2 separate regions of the Gossypium hirsutum genome follow, and region 1 is linked to region 2. The links are chromatin contacts, called in public Hi-C maps. All regions are on one chromosome and are shown on one strand. The core of a region is the stretch at or near the end of the contact, and the rest is flanking DNA. Distances in the headings are between cores, read along the strand shown.

Region 1 (4,465 bases), core at 203-2,702, 49 kb after region 2:
TTTGGAGATCACTCATGAATGGTCGTTCTAGATGATTCATTCTTCTAACAATCCATTTGCATATGCTTGTGTGTGTACAGGCACACATGCCTTTATAAGTTTACCTAAACTTTGTGCCAACCCTAAGATCCATATGCTAATATGCTCCAATAAATTCTTTACTTGTGCCTAACAGTTGATTTAAGTAAAAAGTTACTGATAATGTCTCTTTGAACTTCAATGTGAGTGAAGGTCATTTTCATTCTCTTGCAGGTGCTGGTTTCAGTATCTAAAACTGGTTCCATCATCTTATACCTCAGGGATGTTGAGAAGCTTACCCTCCAATCTCAGCACTTATATAATCTGTTTCAAAAAATGTTAAACAAACTTTCGGGTCCAGTATTGATACTTGGTTCCAGGATGCTGGACCCTGGAGATGATTACAAGGAGATGGATGAGAAGCTATTGGTGTTATTTCCATAAATAAAGCCACCTGAAGATGAAACCCGTCTGGATAGATGGAAAGCAAAACTGGAAGAGGACATAAAGATGCTCCAAATTCAAGAAACAGAAACCACATGGCCGAGGTACTTGCAGCAAATGACCTTGAATGCGATGATATGGGATCAATCTGTCAAGCAGACACTATGGTCATAAGTAATTATATTGAAGAAATTGTGGTATCCGCAATATCTTACCATTTGATGAACAATAAGGATCCTGAATACCGAAATGGCAAGCTTGTTATATCATCCAAAAGGTAGACATGATTATTACTAACTATTGATACAAGCTTCTTTCACAGCATATTTTTCGAAAATCTCTAAATAGAGCTCACCATTTGGTGTTCTGGTTCTGGAGCAGCTTGTGCCATGGACCGAATAATTTCCAGGAAGGAAAAAGTTGTGGGAAAGATACCTTAAAATTAGGGACTAATGCTGAATCTGCCAAGGTTTTGCTCTAATGCTAGTTACAAGCACTGATGATCTGTGCCACTTATATTGATGGATTAACAATTTACCCTTTTTTGTTAACCTCAGGATGAAGAGGCTGTAGGCGCAACAACTGAATCAAAATCTGAAACCACTGCCCCTGAAAGCAAAAGTGAGAATGAGAAATCCAATCCGTGTGGGAAGAAGGATGGTGGGAACCCGCCAGCACCAAAAGCACCTGTAAGTTGTATGAAATTTTATGCATCTTACACACTTCAAGGATATAAACTACTATTTCATGTCCATTACTTTTCTCTGGATCTTTTTCCTTGTTTGCTTTCAGTTTTTTCTTACTACTGATATAACGTCCTTGCAGGAAGTTCCTCCTGATAATGAGTTTGAGAAAAGAATTAGGCCAGAGGTCATCCCTGCAAGTGAGATTTGCGTGACATTTGCAGATATCGGTGCTTTGGATGAGACCAAAGAATCACTTCAAGAGATGGACATGCTCCCTCTACGAAGGCCCGATCTCTTCAAAGGGGGACTTCTCAAGCCTTGTAGAGGTATATTACTCTTTGGGCCTCCTGGTACAGGGAAAACAATGCTAGCGAAGGCCATTGCAAATGAAGCTGGATCTAGTTTCATTAATGTCTCAATGTCCTCAGAAATATATGGGTATCAAAATCTGAAATTTAAGGCACCAAAAGTGGGATTGAGATTTGGCATAAGATAATTGCAATTTTGATCTCTGAACCTCAACTATAAATAGGCCTAATCATTTTTCTTCTTCGTCATCCTAAATTTGCCATTTTCTATTTAAGGCATTGTTTTCTCTCTCTCTTTGTAAATTCTCACTTATATTTTGGAGTGAAATATATTTGGTCTGAATCTCGTTAAATTATTGTGTTCTTTATTATATTATTCTGCATGAATTGTGAGTGTGATTGTAGTGATTTATTGTGCTATTAAATTACGATTGAGGGATATTCTGACTAATAAAGACCTGGTACTTAAGCGATCCTTGTGATCCAATCTTTTTTTTTTTGAGAATTGAACTTAGTGTGATTTTTTAGTACAATAATTTTATTCTTTTACACGCTTCCGCACAACATGCACCTACAATAATTTCAATAATTTTTATGGATGAGGTTGATAGCATGTTGGGACAGAGGACTAGGGTTGGAGAGCACGACGCTATGCGGAAAATTAAGAATGAGTTCATGGCACATTGGGATGGTCTATTGACCAAAGCTGGTGAGCGAATTCTTGTCCTTGCTGCAACCAACAGGCCATTCGACCTTGATGAAGCAATAATTAGGCGTTTTGAGCGTAGGTATATTTCCATAATCATCTCACTGTTGATATTATCCTTCTAATCTTCTGTCTAACTATGTGATTGGTTATAATTTTTTGCATTTGCCATCTACTAGCAGTGAGCTGCATCTTTACCCAAAGAATATTTACCTCATCTGCTTGGTTCCTCCTTGTCCTTCAACATTTTTACTTTCAGCATCTCTTTTTGAAGCACATAGTTTACCTTATCTTGACCTTTCTATCAACATTATTTGATCCCCTAAAGCATTCACTGATTAGCCTTTGAGTTCATAGTCATAGCTTTAAGTATATCTTTCATTCAATCATTCTTATTACTTTATTCTTTGAATTGACATTTATGTTTCTGTAACATTTTATAGGGCGTATTCTTGAGCTTCTGCATTTATTTCTTATCAAGGATTTCATGACACTTGATTGTCCAAGGAAGTCCAAATTTCAGTTATGCAAGCAATTCATGGAACGGTTTCTTGACAAGTCAATATGACTGAGCATCTTATCTTTTTTGTTTTGACCAGAATTATGGTTGGCCTTCCGTCTGTTGAGAGCAGGGAAAATATATTAAGAACTGGCAAAAGAAAAACTTGAAAATCTGGACTTCAAGGAGCTTACAGCCATGACAGAAGGATATAGTGGAAGTGACCTCAAGGTTTTTAACTCATAACATTCACCATTAATTTGTATTTAACTACATTCAACTGATGGCTTTAACTACTTGGAACAGAACTTGTGCGTGACAGCAGCTTATCGACCTGTTAGGGAGTTGATTCAGCAGGAGAGGTTGAAGGATATGGTGACTACTAATCTTTTTTTCTTTTCTAAAGCATTGCCAATCTGATGCCTTTATCTTCCTGTACTAGTAGGTGTGGAAAATGTACCTTATCGATTTCTGTTTTCAATAACTTTCATTAGGAAACGAGGAGGAGAGAAGAATCTGGCCAGAGTTCGGAAGATTCTTCAGAGAAAAAAGAAGAGAATGAGGAAAGAGTAATAATTACTTTGAGGCCTTTAAACATGGAAGATATGAGACAAGCGAAGAAGCAGGTAACTTCTAGTCTTAGTTTCTTTTTGCCTCAAATGCTGCAGTGTGTCCCCTTTGGCAAATTTGCTTGTCATTGCCATTAGTCAAAAGTTTTCCTTGGAAGCTTCTCCGAACTTTACTCAACCAAGGAGATTAGTCTGCTACTAAATTACAATCTATGTGTAACCTAAATTGAGAAGAGAGAACTTTTATGAACCTTAAGTCTATTTGTCAATGGACCATGCTATACAATCTAGCCGACTATTTTCTTCATACTGTAGTTCTCTCTTTATTTTCACCTATCCTTACAGCTCGATTTTCTGAACTCAGTGATAACGGAAAAATAATTGGTTGTCTAACAAAAATGTTGGTATATCTTCAGACTTGGAAAGTTTGGCATTTTATGCACAAAAGCTTATTTCATATGCCGCAATGTAGGTTGCCGCCAGCTTTGCTTCTGAAGGAACAGTAATGAGCGAGCTGAAGCAATGGAACGAGTTGTATGGAGAAGGAGGTTCAAGGAAGAAGCAACAGTTCACATACTTCTTTTAATTTTTAGAATGTGTGTATCTCATGTTTTCTATCAGCAGATTTCTCCTTGAATAGATATGAAAATTTGGTTATGCCAAAAGCTCCTTCAGCGAAAATACAAGAGTTCCACTACCAGTCGTACTTGTATATGGGGTAGGCTCAAGATGAAAAGCTCTGGCATGGGATCTTTGTACAAAGAAATGCTGACCATTACCCCAGAGCTCCTACAGAGTGTGCTGACATACATTTTAAAGTATATATCTGGCATTTGTATATCATGCCTTGAGGAAGGTTCTCTGGCTACATGTTAGTCCATTTCATGAACCATTTGCCATCAATCTTTGGGCATTTTTTGTTCTGTTCTGTGAATGGGTGGTAGTTGGAAATGCCTGAAGATTTTCCAAATTTGTATAACGATGGAGGAGTTGTATATTGGATTGTTTTGAGATTCTACAGTTAAGGTAATCATTAAATTCTTCACAGTAGCATGACTTAACTAGGAAATTGACAATCTAAAATTACATTGAAGATGATGTAATTTTCACTAATTTTCCCTTTTAGAGGTGCATTAATCTTTAATTAATCTAAATTAATTAATTTAATATGATTTATTAACATGATTTAACTATTAATTATACTTAATAGGTAGTGTCATCATCATCCACTAATT
Region 2 (4,426 bases), core at 1,782-4,281:
TCAAAGGCCAAAGGCAAACACAAAACATACATGCACAAAAGCAAATATAAGAAAAGGTACATAGTTATTGCCAAAAATATTCTACTACCAGTCTAATGAACTTACATGGCTTGCTAGCATGTAAAGAAACAGATTGAATGCAGCACCAGCCCATGCAGTTTCAGTTAGTATGCCAGAGGTCCTTGTAACTTCCTTGTACAGTGGATAAATTCGAAAAACTCTTGGAAGATATTGGAAGAGAACAACAATTTTCAACAAGTTCTTCGTATTCAATGATTTCAATCCGCTCATTTCAGGTATGATAATTAAAATCACCAGCTGCAAAAATAACAGCAAGTTAAAAGTCCAAGCAAATAGTATCAAGCTCAATGATCATAAAAATCGACTTCCACAAAATATCACATATACTAGTACAGGATTTAGGACTACATGATAATGTAGAGAAGGGAGTTCCTACAACAATGAATTGTGATAAAATAACATATTTCCATTAAAAAAGTGAAGAATGGTTAGAACAATTAAAGTTATTCTTTTAACAGCTTGATACTAACTGTTGGTATGACAGATTATAGAATGGTTTAACAACTCAAGTGAAATGAAATTTCTAAATACTATTCACAGTTGAAAGTGAGAATGAAGTTCCTTCTGACCCAATAAGTTAAAAGATCCATCCATGCAACTCATTTTAACTTTTAAAGATTAAATAGAATATGATCTGTCACACATAAACTGGATAAATACAAGAGAAGAACATTTCATAGGCCTAAAAGGTTTGCTTACCTGTGGCAGGGGAAGAACTGCTAGAACATCAATTAAAAAGTATGACCGTAGATACCTCTTTGCTATTGCCTGTGAATCTTCAACTAAAACACCTCTTCCAAATACACGAGAAGAAGGTGCAATGAATCCAGTACGAAACTGAAAAATAATATGGATTATATAGAAGATATCAGTGAATGAACGCAGCACACAAGCAGTGGTCTCCATCTTTTCATCCAAGGCAAGGCACTTCTTGTCATCATTAACCACTGGAACGTAAAAGAACAGTGGATCAATTGAGACTGCTATTATACATGATAATACAAATATCTTGTTCCAGCGTTGAAGGAATGGCCCCTGTGGATCAAGAACTTTCTTACTAGAACCAAAGCCTTTAGCAACAACATGGTTGAATGAACTAGATTTAAATGACTTTCTAATCGCTTTAATCCTCTCAGAACCAGATTCAACCCCTCTTTGAAACTTTTCTGAAAATGAATTTATTGCAAATGTAAATTTCCCTGAATTTATCCCATTATTATTAGTATAATGTACTTCGCAGGTTTTCTCTGAATTCCAGTCCTGGAACCTGGAAGACAATTCAATTGAAGAAAATCAGTCTATTATTTCATATAAATTAAAATAAAATAGGGTGAACCTTAATAATAGAAAAACCAAACACCAAGAATAATCGCACATATATAACATTTTCAGGCACAGTATAATAACTGTCTGTGATAAATGGAGAATTAACAGGCATGGTGGCAGTAGATGAAGAGCAAGCTCATTCAAAACGAAGTGGTGTCAGTAACAGAAGCTAAAGGTGACGAGTATTAGTGATAGCGTCATCGCATAAAGCAAAAGGATGAAGAATGACAGCTGATGATTTTGCTTGCAAAATTGAATATCTAATATTATTTTAATGGTATTCTGAATTTCTTTTTTTTTTTAAAAGGTACATTTAAGACTTAGAATCAAGCCCAGCATCCACTAAAGAAAAAGTAATCATCTTTTGCAGCAGAAAATCAATGGATGAAATGAAATGCTAGTGTACTGACCTCACAACCTTCTCTGGTGGATAATTCATAATTATAATTTTTTAAATGATCTCATCTCTAGAAGAAGTATCAGCTCTGGAACACAGAAATTTAAGGAAATTGTTCGTGTACAGCAAAAATCTGATTGCCGGACCCTAAAAGGAGAAGAAAATACATGAAACCAAATGTTAGACCATTCCAATCACAATTGCAGACCAGGGACAGCTGGAAACAAACACAGAAGCAAAAATAGATAGTATTGCACAAACATTAGACAGTGAAACGACATATATTAAAGACAACTGGAAACAGTCATCAAATTAGTTACATCTAATCAGAAAGAAAGCTGAAACAATAACTTAGTTAACAACTCTCCCTCAACATGAACAATGATCAAAGCATAACTTCGATTAAATCGTTTCATAACAATAATAATTACTAGGGGGACACAATGAAAAAAGTATAAAAAGTAACATGGCGCGTTTCATGGAGTTGCAGATAAGCCACTACCTCCAACAACTTGCCAAAAATATCTGAAAGGCATGACGTACTTGACAGTAATATTTTCGCCAAAAAGAAAAAGCAAAATGGAAGAAGTGAATTAGAAATAATTACAAAACAAACAAAGCCAAATTTTAGAAAACAATTTATAAATGATTCACAACATGCATACATACATACATACATCCATCCAAGCAAGCAATTCCTTCAGCTTCAGTTTCAGTTTCTTCAAAGTCAAAGTTTTTAAATTCGAAAAGTAGAGCCCTAAAGTGTCGGGAAAATTTTAAATTCGAAACATTCTTCTAGAAATTGAAGAACAAAATATAGAGAAAATAAAAATTTATGAATATTAAACAACGAAATAGCAAACAAACAAGTAAAAGAAGATTGGAAGGAAGGAAGAAGGAACATACTAACAAATCTCAGTGGTGTAAACAAACAGGGTGGGGATGAATGATTATTGCATTTAAAATTTCCTCTCTGTTTTCCTTCTGGAGCAAGAGATGGAGAAAGGGGAAGAAATTTCCGGGAAACGTCTAGGGTAGGGCCACCTCAATGGTTTTTTAAATGGAAAATAGAAAATAAATTAGAGACAAAGAGGGCGATGTTAGGGAAGTAATAAAGTCTTGGGTCTTGGGTCTTGGGTCCCACTGGAGAAAAGCTCTCTACCTTTGTTTTTTTCTTCATGGGAAAGCTCAATAATACCATAGCGGGTAAAAGGAAGTCCTTCGTTCCTGTCCAGTTTCTTCTGCTGCATGGTTGACTTCGATTAATTTTGCGAAATTGGTGATGTGGCGGAACATGATTAGTGAGATGTCTAAACAATAGTCAACTTGGTTGGCAGAGCCAAAGAGAGTCTTGTCGTTGACCCTGAATCCCACACTAATCAAGAACGACTACTGCCTCCAATGCCTTTGGCTGTGTTCGTCACTTTCGATTTCATGAACTTTTTTTTACTTGTAGCTGTTATTTGCATCCAATGCCCCACCTCAAGACTCTTAGCAAATTGGGAAGTCGCCCGCAAGTTTCTTTTTCGAAATGATCATCTAGACAAACACAACTCATTTGTCATCTGGGTTCTTAATCTTTCATCGGGCATGTGTTAATAGTGTTTGAATGGGTTCACGTGGGTGAGAATGGAGTTTTGGGTGATGGCAAAGTTGTTTCACTCTAGGTGGTTAGTTGTGTCGGTACAAGTAAGTCAATAAAAAAATTATGTAGTATTTGTGAGTTGTATTGTTACATGTCTAAGATTGTATCGAGACAACTAGACCAGAATGGATTCTCTCTCTTAGTTTAAGCTGTTTCGATCTTTGAAGATTCGTACTCAATCTCAAATACTCCTGAACTCCTAGAAATCGTTTTAAAATGTTTTTAAATTATTTTAAAAGTCTTAATTATGAATTTTATTGATTTGAAAATTGTTTTAAACACGAGTTTTTTTGTTAATTCAGGAGAACGTGAGTTTGAGTGCGTTGAAACGCGTTATCTTCTTATTTATGAGTTGGAAAGAGACTATAAAAATTATTTATGAGTTGCTAAGATTGTTCAAAAAAATAAAAATAAAAAATAGAAAGGAAAAATGTATTTCAAAAGGTTATATGATATCGTGCAATATATGTATAATCACCTTTGTACTTGTTATTGTTGTTGGGTTGTTAGTTAAACCAATAAATTTAGCTTTTTTACATAAATAATATAAAAAATTTAATTAATTACGAAAAAAATTATGAAAAAATTAATTACAAAAATGAATTGTTTTTAACCTTATCCATTAGTGCCACCTAACAGACCATGACACCACCCTCTTTTTCCCCTTAATCATCTCTCAATCATCAAATTTTTTAAAAATAATTTCGATGCCGCCACTGTGCAAGGCAATACTTGTATTTATTTTTCGAAATACCCATATTTTTTCTTCATAAATACTCTTTTTTTTTTCATTGGCATTTTAAAAAATAATTAAGGGTGTCATCTGACACAGTGATAGTACAAAAGAATTTTATTTTTTAAAATTTAATGATTAGATGATGATTAAAGAGAAAAATAGAGTTATGTGCGTCAGACAACACCAATCAATACTATTAAAGACCGTATATTTTCGTAATTAATTTTTTCATATTCTTTAT

Evidence for each region. A called contact is a pair of places that touch in the nucleus more often than the background predicts.
Region 1: a contact with region 2 is called in a Hi-C map of leaf, with 2.0 times the contacts expected there. The contact joins the enhancer-like site here to the promoter of LOC107937618 in region 2. A contact is called at or near these places in 11 of 34 Hi-C or Micro-C datasets (callus, leaf, petal and 1 more).

The regions. Positions count from the first base shown.
Region 1 is chrD04:716,894-721,358 of Gossypium_hirsutum_v2.1, forward strand. It overlaps the pseudogene LOC121203239 and the pseudogene LOC107937610. Among protein-coding and RNA genes, the nearest start is that of LOC107937606, 10 kb to the right of the region's middle. Within about 2 kb of position 1,453, at least 5 of the 9 cell types and tissues checked have an H3K27ac peak or open chromatin away from gene starts, as enhancers often do. A contact at or near this core is called in leaf, where this site is marked.
Region 2 is chrD04:666,751-671,176 of Gossypium_hirsutum_v2.1, forward strand. LOC107937618 (cyclic nucleotide-gated ion channel 1) reads right to left here and starts at 3,032. Exons shown (of 8, transcript XM_016870530.2): 1 at 2,711-3,032; 2 at 1,818-1,951; 3 at 781-1,348; 4 at 106-318. The coding sequence starts at 1,846.